Regions from separate parts of the Arachis hypogaea genome. Here region 1 is linked to region 2. Evidence: chromatin contacts called from public Hi-C data. All regions are on one chromosome and are shown on one strand. The core of a region is the stretch at or near the end of the contact, and the rest is flanking DNA. Distances in the headings are between cores, read along the strand shown. Region 1 has its middle 9.8 kb from the start of LOC112778968. Region 2 holds the start of LOC112779308 (ABC transporter G family member 24).

What was found. A called contact is a pair of places that touch in the nucleus more often than the background predicts.
Region 1: a Hi-C map of leaf shows a contact between it and region 2, with 3 times the contacts expected there. The contact joins the enhancer-like site here to the promoter of LOC112779308 in region 2. A contact is called at or near these places in 2 of 8 Hi-C or Micro-C datasets (leaf and an unstated tissue).

The regions. Positions count from the first base shown.
Region 1 is chr19:145,339,210-145,341,909 of arahy.Tifrunner.gnm2.J5K5, reverse strand. No RefSeq gene overlaps it. Among protein-coding and RNA genes, the nearest start is that of LOC112778968, 9.8 kb to the right of the region's middle. Within about 2 kb of position 1,404, at least 3 of the 3 cell types and tissues checked have open chromatin away from gene starts, as enhancers often do.
Region 2 is chr19:145,191,939-145,194,757 of arahy.Tifrunner.gnm2.J5K5, reverse strand. It overlaps LOC112779308 (ABC transporter G family member 24), which reads left to right and starts at 1,277. Exons shown (of 14, transcript XM_072227775.1): 1 at 1,277-1,527; 2 at 1,624-1,852; 3 at 2,119-2,195; 4 at 2,292-2,564; 5 at 2,702-2,765. The coding sequence starts at 1,488.

The DNA.
Region 1 (2,700 bases), core at 155-2,654, 150 kb before region 2:
TGATGATGATGATATTTTAAAAATATAATAATAAATTTTTTTTAATATTTATAATATATTTAATACATTAAAAACAAAAAAAATAAATTTTTATAAAATATTTTTTATAATATAAAACACAAATCAATAAAATTCTAATAATAATAATAATTTGTGGGAGTGGGACTGTGGGTTGTGGCTAATTTTTTTTAATACAAAAAAAGATTGTGTGTAATTTATTATTATAAATAATTGGTGTATTTTTTATATATATATTTTTTTAATTTTAAGTAATAAATCATACCTTCAGATTTAGAAAAATAGAAAAATTTGAGGCTCAGGTTTTATAGTGGTACAAATCTGAGGGTCAAATCTATATATTCAAAAAAATTTAAAATAAAAAAATTTAAATCTAACCTTTAAATTTGCATTTTTTTTAAAAAATTTAAAAATTACAAATTTAATCTTTAAATTTGTGATATCAACAAAAAAAAAAAAAAATACCACAAATTTAATCCTCAAATTTATAATATCTATACAAATAAAAAACACACAAACTTTCTACCTTACTAAAAAATACTACTACTATCACCCCCATATGAAAAATACAGAGCCGTGGGTTGTCTCTTATCTTTTTGATTTGTGAGCTTCTGCCGTACTTTTGAAATTAATAGACAAAAGACAAAACCCAAAATAAAAACTAAGAGGAGGTACAAAATGGTGGTTGAGTCAGTGATAGGCCACAAGAACATAAATGCCAAATGGAATAAATTTCTTATCTTATCTACGACACATCAGGTACACTACCATGTGGCCCGGTTTAGAATTCAATTCACTTGATTTTTTTTTTGGTCTAAAGAGGTTTCAATAATAATTATAGAATTTGTCGTATAAAATTCATTCTGTTGTTATGCTATCTATTTTTAACAGGAAAAAAAAAGTGGGTGATTAATTTTTTTTTTTTTTATATTTGTCTTGTATTTTTACCAACATTAGTTGATTTCTCAATTTGTTCACAAAAAGCATTGATTCCCTATTCTTTTTCATCATATAAAGTGATATTTCGAAATAGACACAATTTGGTTAAAACTCATAAGTATATGTTGTGAGATATTTTCATTTTTGTAAATTTTAACAAGTCAAAAAATAGTTTTTTTATATATATATATATATAACAAGTAGCTGATATTAAGAAGAAGCACATAAAATAATCTCTATTTAATATGTTAATCCCGTAAAATAAGAAGCACAAATAACTAGTATATATCAAGTTATTAGAGGCTTTAATTTATTAAAGTTAATCCAAATATTATGTACCAAAAAGAAGTTATTTAGTTTTTTTATGGTCATATAACAACTCATCCACTCTATACACAACACTAAAAAAGGGTTCATACCAAGTTATTGGGCTCTATCTTATAAGTGGCTCAAGCAGAGTTGGTACTTTTTCTTTATTGGGCTTACCAAGTTGTCCAACTTCTACTTCTTTGCCCTATACGCCCAAGCTGTTTAATGACAGCCTCCCAGCCAAAGCCCATAGGCCCAGAACCTTAAGTGCAATATTTTTCCTATACATGTTCTTGGGTCTTCTTTCTTGTTGTTGTATCTTTTTGCGCAGACCCATCCCCCAAAAAATCGTGGAAAAGGTTGTTGTTACTAAGTTGAACTGAAAAAAAAAAAGGAAAACAACTTTGAAATTTTTTCCCTTATGGAGGGACATTCATTCTCGCCTAGAGAGTAGCTAGGAACCTAGGTTCTTCATCATGGGGCACCCCTCCTTCATCTCCTCAAACACGTAAACCAACACTAAAATCTAACGCAGAACTAACAAGCCATTCTTCTCAACTATCATACCACTCAGGTTCCATATAATGTCTCTTATAGCCATCATCACAATGCAAACATGTTGGGAATAAATAGTATAACCATAATTTAATTAATCATGTGTGAAATAATTTGTTATTGTTATTATATTAAAATATTAATATAATAAGATTTTTAATTAAATTTAAAAATTTATCATTATGATAGTAATTATAATATTGAGAGATAAATCTTTTATAATTTAATCTAAATTGTTCTTGGTCATAGAATTATTAAAAATGACATTATAATTCGAAAAGATCAATATATATATAATGGTCTTCATTAGATGAAAATTAATAGATCTCATTTATTAAATTATATATATAGATGGTGCATATAGAGATATGTCCATTGAACTGACTCACTTTGAGAATTTCTAATGGTTATAATTACCGCATATTTGTCAATAGGATATTCTCAAAATGAATATAGTAATAGAGTTCCTTTGACCTGCGACTATCATAGTAATTGACAATGTATTTATTATACTTTAATTCCGGACACCTAATACATTAGGGTGCTAGTTGAATGGATATTAAGTATGATTTAAATACTTAGAGTTAATGATTAGTTAATAAGGAATCTGTCAACTCTCGGTAAAGAGTTTGAGCTCTATGATTATAAGGACTGAGATGAATAAAACTTTGGCCAAGGGGATTGAATGAATAAAGAAATGAGTTTCTTAAGTCACATTCACAGTTCATTATAATAATGGTAACTGTAACACCCTATCTTTTAGCACCTCATGATCGTACTAAAAACCCAGGCGTCACGTACCTCTAAATCTTTTTATTCTATACTATCTTTATTTAATATTGAGCCTTTGAGAATACAAATCAAACTTTTACTTATGAA
Region 2 (2,819 bases), core at 28-2,527:
AATAGGACATATTAGGATTTGTCAACGTGTCATCCCGTTACGTCCACGTCAGAGCCACGACAACCACCTCAGCATTTTCCGATGGGGCTAACGGGCTGAGTTTAATGGGGGGATAGATTTGTCCACAATTTTGAAGGGTGAGGGACATCATTGTATTTTCCAATCGTCGAGGACGAAAATGTCTTCCAAAAAAAAGTTCAGGGACCGATTTTTCCTTTTATCTATATTTTATAAGAGTGACAAACGGATTAGTCCACCCAGCTTAACGGCAGAGTGGCGGGTTAAGCCCATCAATTTTCGCTTTTTTTTTTTGGCCAATTTTTATTTTTTTAATTATTAAGTTATTAAATATTAAAATAAATATATAATTTTACAAACTTATAATTTCTAAAGACAAAAAATTATAATTTTTAAATTCACAAATACTAAAGTTTTTATAATTCTAAATATCTAATAAACATAATCATTAACCAAGTTTTTTGAAATAAATAATACAACTGACATTGTCTAATTATCCAAAATATATAATTAAATTAAACATTGTCCAAATTTCTAATCAATCAAATATAATTCTAATTATAACTTAAAATAAAACGGACAAACATTTTAAATACAAATAAAAATAATTTTTTAAATTCAATTATCATATTCATCTTTTTGTAGAACGGAGGATTCAATGGATAAGCCTGCCCCGCCGAAATCCACCAAAACTTATGAATTAGACGGTACAGAGTTAAGTTGGTCCGCTGAATTTTGACTTGTTTATCATTCTTAATATTTTATAGAATAATATTTAATTAGAATTGTCAAATGAATATAATCATAGATACAATACTTATTTGAATGATTAATGGTTAGTTTTATTATTATTTGAATTTTTGATGATAAAAAATGATTATTTATTTTTAATTTTATGTAAAAATCTTATAAGTTTAGTATGACTACGGAATCCGATAAGTTGACCAAAACTTGAGGCTAAATTAACGGACTTTCTTTCCTTTTCGGACAATAAAACGGCTGTCTTCATGATGGTTTTAAAGGACATTGTTGTGTTGAGTTCACTGTACTTGTATGTTGTGTCCTCGTTCGAACGTGATCTGATATCCTTTTTGGGACCCACCATCACTTCCTCACTTCTCATTCTCATCAAAATTTATATTGCATCTAAAGTCAAAGATACTAATATCTTCATCAACTACTTACCAATTTGAGTTTTCATATGCACACTTTTTTGTTTGTTTAAGTATATGTTCAGATCTTAATTTGCGTACATGATAACTCATTAAACACGAACAAGACCCAATAATTAAATTCAGATTCTCCACAGATTAATTCTTATTCCGATAACTTCTTCAATGTGCACTTCTCATTTCCTAATTTTATGGGTTATTATAATATTATTTTTCTCAACATATATAAATAACATATTAAGAACAATTTAATAATTTAATGTATAAACAAGTTTGATAGGTTGAACCAACATATGCATGAATGGGAAGGTGTACAAGAATTTGGCATCCCTTGAAGGCAAGCATAGCATCAAATTCATTCCCCTCTCTTCCTAAATGAATCAAAAGCTCTTCATAAATAGTTGAGCTTTCATAATTTCCTTCCATCAATCAGGTTGTTCCATATCAATGATGAGAAAGTGGAGCAGCTCAAAGCATCTGCTATGGCTGTTTCTTTGGTTACCCTTTGTGGTTCAATGCCAAGAAGTGAATGACTATGACCAAATTGATAACCCTTCTGTTCTTCCACTTGTTACTCAGCTTGTCTATAGTAGACTTTCCAATTTGACTTCACTTCTCAGCCAGGAAATTACCACTCACTCCACTTTCTGTGTCAAAGATCCGTAAGCACTTTCTTTCTTTGATTATTGATTCGTTTTGATTCAATTTTGGTAATGTTCTGAGCTAGTTATGCTCAAATTTTAAGTCTTGTATATGCTTTAAATGTTCATAATTGAAAAATGTTCACACTTCGTAATTTTATTTGCAACAAGAATTAAACCAATCAAGAGGAATTCCATGGATGAGAGAAAAATGGAATTTGAGTTCTTTTGTTCAATTGGCGCACAGAAATTGATCTTTATAACGGTTTATAGATTTATTGTTTAAGGGATGCTGATTGGAACCAAGCATTTAATTTCTCATCAGATTTGAGTTTCCTGGCTTCTTGCATTAAGAAGACTAAAGGTATGATTGCTAAGAATCACAACACCTTTTATGAATCAATGTAACATTCAAGGTGTATATTGATCTTGATTATTTTGAATCTGATTATTGAAACAGGAGATGTCACAAGGCGTTTGTGTACAGCAGCAGAGGTGAAGTTTTACCTAAGCAGTTTGTTGGAGAGATCTACAAGTGCCAATTATTTGAAGCCTAACAAGAACTGCAATTTAACTTCATGGTTCGCCGGTTGCGAGCCGGGTTGGGCCTGCAGTGTTCCTTCATCCCAGAAGGTTGACCTTAGAAATTCAAAGGAGATTCCTGCAAGAACTTCTAACTGCCAACCTTGTTGTGAAGGATTTTTCTGCCCTCATGGTATCACTTGCATGATCCGTAAGTATAAACAACAATCTTTATGAATCATTTGTAGTTTCTATGTACAATAACATTAGAAGTAGTAACACTAATTGTTGCCTATCTCTGCTAAATCTGTGTCTGGTTCCTCTCTACTTGAAATTCTTCTCTCACAGCGTGCCCTTTAGGTTCCTACTGCCCTCTTGCTAAACTAAACAAAGCAACCGGTGTATGCGAACCGTGAGTCTATTCCTATCCCTTAAGTTGGGAGCTTTCTTGAGTTGTTGATTTGCA